3 separate regions of the Mus musculus genome follow, and all the other regions are linked to region 2. Evidence: chromatin contacts called from public Hi-C and capture Hi-C data. All regions are on one chromosome and are shown on one strand. The core of a region is the stretch at or near the end of the contact, and the rest is flanking DNA. Distances in the headings are between cores, read along the strand shown. Region 1 has its middle 7.7 kb from the start of BC051537. Region 2 holds the start of Dxo (decapping exoribonuclease). Region 3 holds the start of Tap2 (transporter 2, ATP-binding cassette, sub-family B (MDR/TAP)).

Region 1 (4,567 bases), core at 2,065-4,564, 740 kb after region 2:
CCAACTCTAGAGGGAAAAGGCCCCACCCACCCACCCCATCCAGACATAAGGGAATGACAGAACCAACCAAATAAAGGAGAAGGGAAAAATCAAGTGATGGTCGACCCACTAAATAGATCAAAGAACAAATACTGAAAGCTGGAAGAGAGAAGGACCATACACACGCTGTCAGCTAGCAGCTGATTTCTTTTCCAATGGAAACTGAAAGCCAGAGCGTCTCGGGAGGATGTTTCAAGTTCCGAGAGACCGCAGCTGCTAGCCTAGACAACTACACCAAACAAAATCTTAACTGGGGGAGGAATGAAACTTCCCTGTCAGAAGCAGACTAAAGGACATATGACCACACAGACAGCTCTACAGAGGATGATAGAGTACTGTAGGCAGGAAAGAAGGGCATCTTCGAGGCTACGGGGCAAATTAGGAAGATGCCCTATGAGAACACGGCCCACAGAATCAACTCAGCAGGGCTCATAGGGGCTTGCAGAGACTGGAGCGACACTCATGAACTCTATGAGGGTCCGAGCTGGGTCCTCTGCATACATGTTTTGGTTAGGTGGTATTCTTGTGGTGTGCTTGGCGCTCTTCTGCAACCCATAACATCAGGAGTGAGGGCATCTCTGACTTTTTAGGGATCCTTTTCCTCATACCGAGTTGCCTTGCTCAGCCCTGATAGGAGGGCTTGTGCCTAGTCTTATTGTAACTTGTTACGCCATGTTTGGTATCAGGGATTAATAGATTTGGGGTTGGTGGGAGAGTGGAGGCAGGGGAAACTTTGGTTGGGATGTGTCTTAGTCAGGGTTTCTATTCCTGCACAAACATCATGACCAAGAAGCAAGTTGGGGAGGAAAGGGTTTATTCGGCTTACACTTCCATACTGCTGTTCATCACCAAGGACGTCAGGACTGGAACTCAAGCAGGTCAGAAAGCAGGAGCTGATGCAGAGGCCATGGAGGGATGTTCTTTACTGCCTTGCTTCCCCTGGCTTGCTCAGCCTGCTCACTTATAGAACCAAGACTACCAGCCCAGAGATGGTCCCACCCACAAGGGGCCTTTCCCCCTTGATCACTAATTGAGAAAATGCCTTACAGTTGGATCTCATGGAGGCATTTCCTCAACTGAAGCTCCTTTCTCTGTGATAACTCCAGCCGTGTCAAGTTGACACACAAAACCAGCCAGTACAGGATGTAATGTATGTAAAGAATAAAATAAATTTTTTTTTAAAAAATGAGACACCTTAACAGCAATAATTGGGGATTGGGAAAACACCACACACTACAAAACCCAGCAAATTGACAATTAGCACACACCTTTAAATAACTGGATCTTAGTGGTCTCTGTCCACCATCCAAAAGACACAGACCAGCAGAGCGGCTCAGAGCACAGGAGCTTCCCTTTTGCTGCATACAAGGATCACACTGGAGCATCAAGCAGGAAAGGTGGGCATAGGAATCCCAAGCAACAAGCAACGGAGTTCCTGTTCCAATATCTGACCAAACAGGCTCCAGACTAAACCCATCAGAAGGAATGAGGAGGATCACGCCATGCTGATGCTAGAAACCATCCCTCAAGCTGGCATTCCAACTCTAAGTGTGAAAAACCAGCAGTACCCTCGGTTTCCTAGAACAAATACTACCAAATAAAAAGTGAAACAGTGGGTGACATAAATACCCCACTGGCAACAAGGGGCAGGTCATCCAGGCAAAGGCGTTGAAGGACATCTACAGAACACTCCACCCAAACAGCACAGAACTCAGTCTTTTCAGCTGGCCACAGGACTTACTCTAAAGAAGAAAGTCTACACACATACAGAAAGGTAAATTGCTCCGTTTTCCATTTGTATTCTTTTCTGGAACGAAGCTAGGAATCAACCACAAGAAAAACTACAGAAAAAATAACTTGGAGATTGGATGAGTAGGTCATTGAAAAAAATCAAGAAAAAAAATTAAAGTACTAGAATAGAAAAAAGAAAAACGAAGGCTGTCCTGATTGGAAGGTTTCCACTCTGCCCCCGCTACAAAAGCAGAACCGTCCCAAGCAGAGCTGTCCCAAGCGATACCATGAACCTTAAAACATTAGGAAAACAAGAGTGAACTTAATCCAAAGGCAGTAGAAGGGAAATTCGCAGGAGAGAAATGAAGAGAATGAAAACGAAACAAAAAGCAACCAAGAGTTGGTTCTTTAAAAAGATAAACAAAGTTGACAAACCGTTAGCCAAATTAAACAGAAGGAAGGAAAGTCCCTGTTTAGTAGGCTCATAGGTGAAAGTGAAACATTACAACGGATGCCAACAATAAAGATGTAAAGATGTGCTACACTTTAAAGAACTGTATTTGATCTGGAAATGGTCCTGCACGCCTTTAACACCAGAACATGGGAGGTGGAAGCAGGGGAATTTCTCAGAATTAGAGCTTAGAATGGTCTAGATGGAGAGTTACAGGCCAACCAGAGATACATAGTGAGACCCCGTCTCAGTAAAACAAACCAGTCTTCATCTTGGACTCATAAATAGGACATGGTATAGTACTCGAATATCCGTTGCTCTTGCAATGGCTGCCAGTGTAATTCCCAGCACCTACACAGAGCAGCTCATAACTCTAGCTCCATAGGGGTCTGATGCCTCTGGCCTTTTCTAATATTTGTTTATACTTGTATTTATATGCACATACAATTAAAATAAACATTTATGAGACCGGAGAGATGGTTCCGCAGTTAAGAGTACTGTCTGCTTTTCCATAAACTTAGGACTCAGTTTCCAGTACCCATATGGCAACTCCTAACTACCTGTCATTGGAGTCCCAGGGGATCTGACCTGTTCTCTGTCCTCTGTGGGCACCGGCTGTGTTCCTGGGGAGAGGGGCAGGAGGACTGCATGTGATATGAAAAGGGGGGAGTGATAGGTCTAAAAAGGTTGAGATGAGAATGGCAGTGAGGATGAGGGAAATGAGAAGACTTTATGGGTGGGGTGTGAGTCCAGCACTCGGGAGGCAGAGGCAGGGAGATCTCTGTGAGTTCAAGGCCAGCCTGGTCTACAAATTGAGTTCCAGGACAAACAGGGCTACACAGAGAAACCCTGTCCTGAAAAACAAAACTAATAATAATAATAATAATAATACAACCACTTAATGAACTAACTAAAAGATACAATTAATTTTTGAAGGCTTGGCTATACCATGCAGAGATGAATAATGCCACCCGTCAGAAACCATAGATCTCTAAGCCGAAATCCCATTGCCAAGTGTGGGTTTTCTCCCTGTGTGTTGCTGGCCAAGAAGCCCTGAGAAGCGCTCAAGACAGGGCGGATACTGTCGTCACTCTCAGTTCCTGTTCTGCTTTTCTTCCTGCTGTTGTGATCAAAAGCCTCCTGGGGAGGAGAGACTTTGTTTCAGCTTGTACCTGAAGGCCACTGTCCGTCATGGAGGGATGTAAGAACGGGAATTCAAACTGGAGCTCCCAACTGAAACCACAGAGGCACGCTGCCTACTGCCTCACAGCTCTCATATACAGGCGCGGCCACCTGCCTTGGGATGGCCCTGTGTCCCCGGGCTTGGTGGGTTGATTCTATGCTGTGTCAAGTTCACAGTTAGAGCTACACACGCGAGCGCCCCCTGGTGGGGATTTATTGCTAACATCAGCTAAATGGTCTTAGAGCAAAGCTGCTTTCAAACTGCATTTAGGTTGCCAGATTGGTTCTGCCCCGTCTGTGGCCAGAGAAGATGCTTTTCATGGTAGGCAATGGCCAGGACATACTCTTAACTGGACAAAGTTCTGGAACGAATGACAGCTAATGGCTCAGCCCTAAGAGAGACATTGATATTACCCCCCCTCCAAGCCTAAGGGACATGGTGGAACGGGGACAGAAAGACTAAGGTAAGAGCCTGAGGCTGGGGTTGAGGAGGGGCTATGAGACACCACCTCGTGGGTATGACATCCTGAACACACGAAGGCTGTGATGACTGTTTCCAGGCAGAGTGTAAGAGGGGACCTGGAACAGACTATGCTAAAAGTCTGAAAAAGAGGGGGGTTGGAGGATGGAAACTAGGTCTGACTGGTGTAGGCAGGTAGTTTTCAGGCAACAGGTATACCAAGAGGTGTCTCTGAGACCAGGATTACCTCTACTGAAGGCAGTCAGTACCTACAGTGATCTTGAACCACAAGATGAAGCCAAATCCCAAACTGCCCGAGTCAGAGTCCCAAATGTGGTGAAGGGATGTGAGGGGCAGAGCCAGCCTTAGTGGCTATTCTAAGAAGTCTGACAAGGGGACATCACAGATGAGACGGATGAAGGAAGTGCATTCAGATCTCCCTGGTGACTCCAGGACCTGACAGTTTCCAATGTCACCCATTTCTTCCCATCCATTCCTGCTGAGCCTGCCAACAGGAGTCACGTTCAGGAAGGGACAAACATCCTGGGCCTTTGCCAGCACTGCTGCTATGTGTCCTACCGTCATGGTGACTCCATTTGCTATGGGTAGCAGGGGTGCAGGGGATAGGTGCACCTAGCCCTCACACAGAGCTTGACAGCCATGCTGTCTGTCTGAAAGCTAAGTCATGTGAATGGGCCTTTCCT
Region 2 (4,349 bases), core at 1,791-4,290:
CTGGCCTGGTGTGCCAGAGCCCCGGGGACCCTGGCGACCAGCTCCCAAGTACCCTCAAACAGGTAGGGGCCATCACCCCTCTCCTGGATTATACATTGCCACCCCCACCCCTCCACCCTCTTCTCAGTCTTGGTAAAGGCCTCCCACAGTGTGTCTGATCTCCTCCTCAATAGGGGCCTCCCTGGTCCTGATGCTGGAGGTCTTAACCCTTCCTTCCTCCTCTGCAGGGGGTAGAACGAGTCAAAGCTGTGGCCAAGCGGATTGGCGAGGTTCAGGTGGCCTGTGGCCTGAACCAGACAGTGGAGGAGTTTGTGGGAGAGCTGAATTTTGGGCTGGTAGAGGTTGTGTATGAGTGGGCTAGGGGTATGGTAAGTGCCGGGTTTGGCAGTTGGCTGGTTGGGAGAAGCCATGCAAGACCTGGCACATTTAGTCTTCACTCTGCTCTTCCCATAGCCCTTCTCCGAGTTGGCAGGGCTCTCAGGGACCCCTGAGGGCTTGGTCGTCCGCTGCATCCAGCGTCTGGCTGAGATGTGTCGCTCGCTTCGAGGAGCAGCACGTTTGGTGGGTGAGCCTGTGCTGGGTGCCAAGATGGAGACGGCAGCCACCTTGTTACGGCGGGACATCGTCTTCGCAGCCAGCCTCTACACCCAGTAAAGGATGTGTGGATAGAAATGTAACAATAAGCTGGGTTGTAGTAGCAGCGAAGGGGCAGATAAATCTCTTTGAGTTTGATGCCAACCATGTTTTGAAAAAACTAAAAACAAACAAAAAAAACCCCCTAAAAACCCAAAAATATAAATAAAGAGCAAACCAGAGTGCTTGGAGTATGGTAACTTGGAACAGAGGTGACTCCATTCAGACACAGCAAGAGACCCACTTAGAAACACGCCTTTATTATCTGCACGGAGCCCAGACTTGTCCTCAGTCCTTGGGAGAGGGAGTCTTTGAGAGTGGTGGGAGGTCTTGGGTCATAGTCTCCACATACCATGAGGGCAGGAAGGCATAGGGTGCGTCACGATGGACAGACACAGTGACAGGGCCACCAGGTTCCCAGGAGAAGAGGTGGACAAGCCTGTGGAAGACAGAGGTGTGGGGTGAAGCCAGAGATTGAGCCGGGATCCAGAGGCAGTGCACAAACATGAAGGCCTTACCTGGGATCGTCCTGGACTACTGTGCTCTGGGCAAAGCTAAGGAAGGCAGCACAGAAGTTCATGCACACAGAGGGATTCCAGCCTTCTCGGTCATTCTGGAGGGGGCACAAGAGGCAGAAGACTGGGGGTGGAAAGAGGAAAAGGCAGGTGGCAAAGGGGCACTGGGTCTGAGGACTTGGTACAGGGGGTGGGGAAACAGATGGCCACTCTGACACCTGCCTTACCCTGACATTTTCAAACATCTCCATGGTAGGAAAGGTCTTTAAGGAACAGACGAAACCTTCTGGGTTCCGGAAGCCGGCAACAACATGTGGGACCCCCGGGAGGAACGACTGAGCCCACCATTTCAGCAACTTGTGTCTGACGGGAGAGGCAAAGGGTCAGCAGGACCCTCCACCCCCCCCAACCCCCCCCAACCCCCCCCCAACCCCCCCCCCCGTCAGTCCCGGCCCCGGCCAGAACCTGTAAAAGCTCCTCCACTGGCCAGGGCTGTGCATCTCCTTGGATGTCTTGAGCTCCACGTAGCAGGAGGGAGGCTGTGTGCAAGGAGCCTGGGGGTTCAGGCAGTCTACCTCCCCGGAGAACAGGAGAGGGTGGTTTCCCAGGCGGCTGCGTAGCACAGAGCAGTAGGCCACGTTGGTGTTAACTTCCCCAGAGGGGTCTGGGGAGCCTCCGGGTTTGTCTGCACAAGAAGAGAAGGCAGCAGCAGAGGAAGGGGATCTCGACCTCTGTGGAAGGGGAGAGGGACCGCACGGCTGCGACGACTCTCACCTGCGCACATGTACTGCTCAAATTTGTAGCCCATGTACATGAGCTCCCGGAGGAGGGGTGGCCGTGCAAGCCTCTGGGCCCGAGCAGCCGGGGTCTCCACCTCACTTAGGTACAGTGTCCCTTGGAACCGGGAGGCTGCCAGCTGCCAGCCCTCCTGCCGCTCATACGGCGTGGTCAGCAATTTTGTCAGGTGCCCTCTCCATGTCACCGTGGCCCCTGCCAGCCAGCCGGGACCCCTGGGAGGGAAGAATGCGGGGTTTATGGTCTGACTCGAGTTTTACTTCTGTTGACTCAAAGTCCCCACTAAAGACCATTTGGCTTTCCCAACTTCAGAAGAGAAAGCCGGGTCACCAGGTCAGCTTCTGCGTTGCACCGGGCTCACCCCTCCAGCTGGTTCCGGTGTTCCAGGACCCAGCGCAGCAAATGGTCCAACCTCTCTTGGACTTCCTCGTCCCGGGGCTGGTATCGGTCAGGGTATCCATCTCTGAGGTCAAAGTCCGGGCCTGGGCCGTTGATGGGAGGGGGGCTGTAGTAGCGGAGGGCTCGGGCATCTCCATGGTACTGGCGTTGTGCGTCCAGGGAGAAGCAGCCCAGTTCGGATGGACGCCGGTAGAACGGGAAGGGTCCCGAGTACAGAGAGGGCTGTGTCCGCAGTAAAGGGACTGCCCGGGGGAGTTTGTGCAAAGGCTTTTCCACCTCTGTCTTCTCCGCTTTTCTCTTAGTCCCTCTGGGTTCCATGAGGTCCTGCGAGGAAAGCGTTTCCAGTGGATAAGGAGCGAGTGAGCTTCCAGGTTTGGGCTCTGCGTGTCAGGAGCCGGGCGCCTCGTTCCCACCCACGGACCAACGAACGCGGCGAGCTTGAGGAGTTTGGGGGTTGAAGCTAAGACTTGGTTACCTCAAAGCTCCCCACCCTGACCGACCTCCACCTCCTCGAGGCTACGGCGTCAGGGCCGCACGTCAGAAGCCGGAGAAGGATGCAAACACGGAGTTGCTGTTTCTGATGACGCTCTCATCCGCCCTCAGCGTCGGAGTGGGCGAGGTCCGTCTGCACCGGAGCGGGAACCCAGGCGGGCCACTCGCGCCTCGGCGCGCCCCAGTGAGCGCTCTGGTCGGGAGCCAATCAGCAGCGGTGCGGGCGACGGAAGTGAGGCTGCCTTCGTCATCAAACTCAGACGACCAGCCAGAGGGCCCGTCGTCATTATTCTGTGCCGGAAGACGCGGTCTTCGGGACTCCTTTCCCGGAATCCTGAAATCCGGGTTATGAATCGCAAGAGACGGCTCCTGGCGTCTGAGGCTTTTGGGGTGAAGCGGAGGCGGGCGCCGGGGCCCGTGAGAGCGGATCCTTTAAGAACAAGAGCAGGTAACCATGGCAACCTGGGCGCGGAAAGCCCGAGGGTATCCACCCTTGGAGGAGGGGGGGGAGGAGGAGGAGGAGGAGGAGGACCTAGGGTAGTAACCATGGCAACCCAGGCGCTGGGCAGCGACTCTGAGGGCTGGGGCGTCCGAACCTCCGCGCTGTCTCCACCCTCGCTCTCCACCCGGACCTGACCACGCGCTTGCTCCACCACAGGCTCGGCGCGCGAGGCCATCGAGGAGCTCGTGAAGCTGTTTCCCCGGGGGCTGTTCGAGGATGCGCTGCCGCCCATCGCGCTGAGGAGCCAAGTGTACAGTCTGGTGCCAGACCGGACGGTGGCCGACCTACAACTGGTGAGCACCTTGGAGACCTTTGGCGTGTCCCCCCCCCACCAGCCCCGGCCCTCCGACCCGCAGCCTCGAGGGCACTCGCCAAGTCCCTGTCGCTCAGACACTCAGTCGTCCGTCAGCAGGCGTTAGGCCAAGGCAAATGCAGAGCAAATCCCAGGGGTTTGGAACTGCAGGCAGATGTCACATCTGACAGGTGATGGCTGTTAGAGAAGGTTAGTGAGCGCGGACAAAGGTGTACTGAAGGTCACCGGTGAGAGAGATTGACTGAAGGAGAGAGATGAGTCTAGTGTTAATTCCCAGATTTCCCAAGTGATCAGTTAGTGATTAGGGGATTGACTAGAGGAGGGAGGCACCGAGTAGCTGCTTGCCTGATGTGCGTACACTGAGTTGCAGATTATAGATGTATGAGACAGTGGGCTATGACGCTGCAGATCATTCTAGGCTGTGGTGCACAAGGCATAGGGGCTAAATGAGATACTTAGGGAGACTAGAGGAGTGATGTAACCTCGTGGCCAAGTTTAGAAGGCGATTGAAAGCCAGGGCCATGTCTCTTCACACAAAAAAAATCCACAGTGGGCAGATTTCAGTCTCTGTTTTATAGGAACTCTCAGACCTCTGCCTGAGTTGAAGGTCAGAACACTGTGAACGGCTCTCTGCTGCTACATACCTCTCTGGGCTCCTTTTAACTAGGGCAGTTCCTCCTTAGAGGCTGTCACAGATCCT
Region 3 (4,346 bases), core at 325-2,824, 630 kb after region 2:
GCCTTGTGCAAAGTCAGTTCCTGTCCAGTCGCATCTACTACAGGGACCTGAAGCCAATCATCTCTCACCTCCCAACAGAGAACAGGCACATGAAAAAGATGGCGCTTGCAAAGGCGTCGGGGTCGAAATCACCTCCCAGGATGTCAATTACACGACCCGAATAGCGAGGGATTAATGTCTCCCCTGAAAGAGGCAAGAAAGATAAGGAGGCTGTGCCCTGGCAAGGCCCTTCTCCCACCTCCCTCTCACAGTGGTCTCTTCCTCTCACCCCACACAGCCACCACAAGGAAGAAGAAGGCAGCTATGAGGAAAGGCAGGTCCGGCCTGGACAGCTTCAGCAACCGCTTCATCAGTGTTCTGTTCTCCTGGCCTGGTTCCTTCTCCTGGACTCCAGCCGGGCTCAGCACAGCCCACACGGCCCAGCTCAGCGCAACAGCCCCATAGCCAGCCAGCAGCCAGCCCCAAGAGGCAGAAGCCACTCGGACTACTGAGGTGCTCGCGGTGCCTCCCACCAGAGCTCTTAGCGAGAAAAACAGGGGAGTGGCAAGGCAGAGCAAGGGCAGAAGGGTCCCCACAAGTCCCAGCAGCTCTCCCACTTTTAGCAGTCCCCACAGCACTCCAAGTCGCAGGGTGCCCTCTATCCAGAGTCCTGGCAGCCCCTGGGGAAGCAGATTTCCCAGAGATCCTTGTAGCAACCCAAGTAAAGCCATGTCCGCCAGCAGCAGAGAGACCCAGGGCCTCAGGTAGGACAGCGCCATGGTGGGTTCTGCGGAAAGAAAGGGAGAAATGAGGTCTGTGGAGTTCCAACCCTGGTTACGAGCCTCCTGCCCCAAATCCACCCTGAGGCTTCTTGTTCACCGGAAAGACCCCCTCCTAGATAAGTCTCTCCTAGGACTGACTGTCTGACGGAGCTGGGAAGGCTGCATTATTCTCACACACAGTCACACAGACACACAGACACTCAGACACACAGCACGGGGGTGGGGGTGGGGGAGGGGGCGGTCTGCTGCCACCACATCCATCTCCCTGAAGTTTGTTGGTGTTAGCCCAAGAAGACACACTGCCCCCATTCCTCGGGTCTTTAAGAGCCAGGAGACCCGGTGCAGGGGCGGGATGCGGGTGGGTTCGGTAGCCTTAGATGGCTTGGGACAGAAGGTTCTGAGTAGGGGCGCTGGGCCGGCGGCGCCCGACGGAAGACCGGGGACGCAGGGCAAGGGGGTGGGGCAGAGGACCTTGGGCAAGGGGTGAGGGACAGGGGACCTGGGACACTGGGTGGGGCAGGGGCACGGAGCAGAGGACACGGGGCAGGGAGTAAGCGGCAGAAGACCCAAGACAGGGGACGAGGAGTGGGGAACCGGATGATGACGCCAAGGGTTTGGGAATGGGCCGCACTCCTGCTAACTCTCGGGTTCTATCCAAAAGAACTCACCTGCGGCTGCGGAGCGGCAGCTCAGGAGAGCTTCTGGAATCTGCTTCTTCTCAAACTGGATCTCCTGGGTGCGCAGCGACGCCCTCGCGGGGAGCGCGCCTGGGTCCCGCGGCTTTCGCTTTCACTTCACTGCCGTGGTCGCGGTGCTGCGCACAGCCGCCAGCAGATGGCGCCTGTCAATTTGCGGGTGGGTTGAGCGCCCCAGGTTCCCAAAAAGGCTCGCCCTCCAAGGCCGCTACTAGCAAAACTCTTGAGGGTCTGAGATGCTTTGAAAAGGAAAAAAAAACAAAAACAAAAACAAAAAAAAACAAAACAAACAAAAAAAAAAAACGAAAAAACCCTGCATTTCTCCGACCTCCGAGCATGTTTTAAGAAGCGCCGGTTAAACTGGGACTATAGTTCAGATGTTGAGAAAACTTGCCTGAGCCCAGGGTTCGCTGCCAGTAGGTTTGAGGAAGGGGAAAGAGGAGGAGGAGTAAAGGGCAGAAAAGAGCATAGGAGAAGGAGAAAGGCGAGGGAAGAGAATGGTCGTGGACGGAAGGAAGGGGAGGGAGGAAAATGGAGGAGGGAGTGACTTCAGGTCCCTCCCAGTCAGCAGACCACACAGGTGTCCCACCTTTGGAAAAAGGAAGAGAGGAGAGAGAAGGACGGAGGGTGGAAGAGAAGAGAGGCTTGAGGGCTTGTTTGTTTTTCCAGGTAAGCTCAAGAGTTGGGGTCTGGGGTAAAACTAGGGCTTACAAGAAGGCCTCAGCTCCTATCAGCAGGCCAAAGGTTCCCTTTCACAGATTTTGAACCCAGAGGCTCTGGCCCTTTGTCCTCAGACTTTCTTCGCAGCACACCGCACTTGCAGTGAGGGCCCTGGGTCAGTGCCAGGGCCTGCTGCTTGTGAGGTAGTCAGAGTAGGCTGTAGGCTAACACCATCAAAGAGGGAACCCGGCCTCCTCCCCAGAGCCCAGTTCATTGCGGAAATCACCCTTCTGGGCTCCAGGGAAGAGCCCTCACAGAGCATGGTGAGGCACCAGGTTCCATTCTCAGACATGAAAATCAACCATGCTGCTCATCACCACACCCCACCACCAGGGCACTACAAGGAGAAATGACTCTGCGGGCTGAAACTACCTATAAAGGAAAAAAAATCCCCTTAGACATGCTGGTGTGACTACCCATGAGTCACTTGAAGGTCAAATGTTGAGGGCGGGGGGGGGGCTGGGGGTGGCCTTAAAGCAGGCCTACATGGCTATGCCTATCTCTCTGGACTTTAGGGCTACCCCAGGTGGAGAAGGCTCCCATCTGGCTGTCTGGATCTCAGAGTCCTCTAACCCCTGACCTGGCTCTTGACCACTCCTGCACGGAGCACTCATGCGCTGAACTCTCCTGCCCTGAGCACTCCTGCACTGAGCACTGCTACACTGAGCACTCCTGCACTCAGCACTCCTACACCAAACACTCTGTACTGAGTACTCTTGTCCTGAGTACTCCTGCACTGAGCATGCCTGCACTGAGCACTGTGCTGAGTACTCCTGTGCTGTGCCCTGAACACTCCTGCCCTGAGCACTCCTGTCCTGAGTACTCCTGCTCTGAGCACTCTTGTCCTGAGTACTCCTGCCCTGAGCACTCCTGTCTTGAGCATGCCTGTGTTGAGTACTCCTGCCCTGAGCATGCATGTGCTGAGTACTCCTGCGCTGAGCATTCCTGACCTGAGCACTCCTATCCTGAGCACTCCTGTCCTGAACACTCCTGAGCTGAGCACTCCTGCACCAAGTATTCCTGCACTGAGCACTCCTGTGCTGAGTAATCCTGCCCTGAGCACTCCTGTCCTGAGTACCCCTGCCCTGAGCATGCCTGTCCTGAGCATGCCTGTGTTGTGTACTCCTATGTTGAGCACTCCTGCACCAAGCACTCCTGCACTGAGCACTCCTGCACTGAGTACTCCTGCCCTGAGCACTCCTGTGCTGAGTACTCCTGTGCTGAGCATTTCTGCCCTGAGTACTCCTGCCCTGAGCACTCCTGTCCTGAGTACTCCTACCCTGAGCATGCCTGTCCTGAGCATGCCTGTGTTGTGTACTCCTATGTTGAGCACTCCTGCACCAAGCACTCCTGCACTGAGCACTCCTGTGCTGAGTACTCCTGCACTGAGCACTCCTGCACTGAGTACTCCTGCCCTGAGCACTCCTGTCCTGAGTACTCCTGCCCTGAGCACTCCTGTGCTGAGTACTCCTGTGCTGAGCATTTCTGCCCTGAGTACTCCTGCCCTGAGCACTCCTGTCCTGAGTACTCCTACCCTGAGCATGCCTGTCCTGAGCATGCCTGTGTTGTGTACTCCTATGTTGAGCACTCCTGCACCAAGCACTCCTGCACTGAGCACTCCTGTGCTGAGTACTCCTGCACTGAGCACTCCTGCACTGAGTACTCCTGCCCTGAGCACTCCTGTCCTGAGTACTCCTGCCCTGAGCATGCATGTGCTGAGTACTCCTGTGCTGAGCATTCCTGCCCTGAGCACTCCTATCCTGAGCACTCCTGTCCTGAACACTCCTGAGCTGAGCACTCCTGCACCAAGCACTCCTGCACTGAGCACTCCTGTGCTGAGTAATCCTGCCCTGAGCACTCCTGTCCTGACCACTCCTGTGCAGATTACTCCTGTTCTGAGCACTCCTGTGCTGAGTACTCCTGTCCTGAGCACTCCTATGCTGAGCAGTCCTGCACTTACACAAGACCCAAGGGTTCCATTTTTTCTTTCACTTTCTCCTCTGCTTCCCCCACCCCAGAGAGTCTTGCTCATCTCTCTCTATTGTGCTTGCACCTTGCAGCCAGGGGTGAAACATGAAACTGAACCTCAGCAAACTTTACATTCGCTATCCAATGTCACCCAGGTGTTACTTGAGCATCCATGCTTATTGTCATCACAAAGTCTTCCCAG

The links. A called contact is a pair of places that touch in the nucleus more often than the background predicts. Capture Hi-C pulls out chosen DNA fragments and counts their contacts.
Region 1: a contact with region 2 is called in a Hi-C map of B cells, with 9 read pairs. The contact joins the enhancer-like site here to the promoter of Dxo in region 2. A contact is called at or near these places in 1 of 39 promoter capture datasets (hippocampal neurons), 2 of 484 Hi-C or Micro-C datasets (B cells and cortical neurons), 5 of 115 datasets of contacts at active chromatin or transcription factors (astrocytes, craniofacial prominence, embryonic forebrain and 2 more) and 2 of 9 other capture datasets (embryonic stem cells and liver).
Region 3: a contact with region 2 is called in a capture Hi-C map of embryonic stem cells, with 4 times the contacts expected there. The contact joins the promoter of Tap2 here to the promoter of Dxo in region 2. A contact is called at or near these places in 2 of 39 promoter capture datasets (hippocampal neurons and liver), 2 of 115 datasets of contacts at active chromatin or transcription factors (bone marrow-derived macrophages and large pre-B cells) and 3 of 9 other capture datasets (adipose tissue, embryonic stem cells and liver).

The regions. Positions count from the first base shown.
Region 1 is chr17:34,100,703-34,105,269 of GRCm38.p6, reverse strand. No RefSeq gene overlaps it. Among named protein-coding and RNA genes, the nearest start is that of BC051537, 7.7 kb to the right of the region's middle. Within about 2 kb of position 3,314, at least 148 of the 459 cell types and tissues checked have an H3K27ac peak or open chromatin away from gene starts, as enhancers often do. A contact at or near this core is called in B cells and liver, where this site is marked.
Region 2 is chr17:34,835,710-34,840,058 of GRCm38.p6, reverse strand. Dxo (decapping exoribonuclease) reads right to left here and starts at 3,040. Exons shown (of 7, transcript NM_001163770.1): 1 at 2,843-3,040; 2 at 2,305-2,666; 3 at 1,923-2,158; 4 at 1,614-1,833; 5 at 1,376-1,511; 6 at 1,152-1,246; 7 at 873-1,072. The coding sequence starts at 2,660. The coding sequence ends at 922. Stk19 (serine/threonine kinase 19) reads left to right here and starts at 3,156. Exons shown (of 7, transcript NM_019442.3): 1 at 3,156-3,282; 2 at 3,493-3,629. The coding sequence starts at 3,183. Skiv2l (superkiller viralicidic activity 2-like (S. cerevisiae)) reads left to right here. Exons shown (of 28, transcript NM_021337.2): 26 at 1-62; 27 at 228-368; 28 at 454-833. The coding sequence ends at 654.
Region 3 is chr17:34,201,707-34,206,052 of GRCm38.p6, reverse strand. Tap2 (transporter 2, ATP-binding cassette, sub-family B (MDR/TAP)) reads right to left here and starts at 1,574. Exons shown (of 12, transcript NM_011530.3): 1 at 1,430-1,574; 2 at 269-766; 3 at 69-183. The coding sequence starts at 758.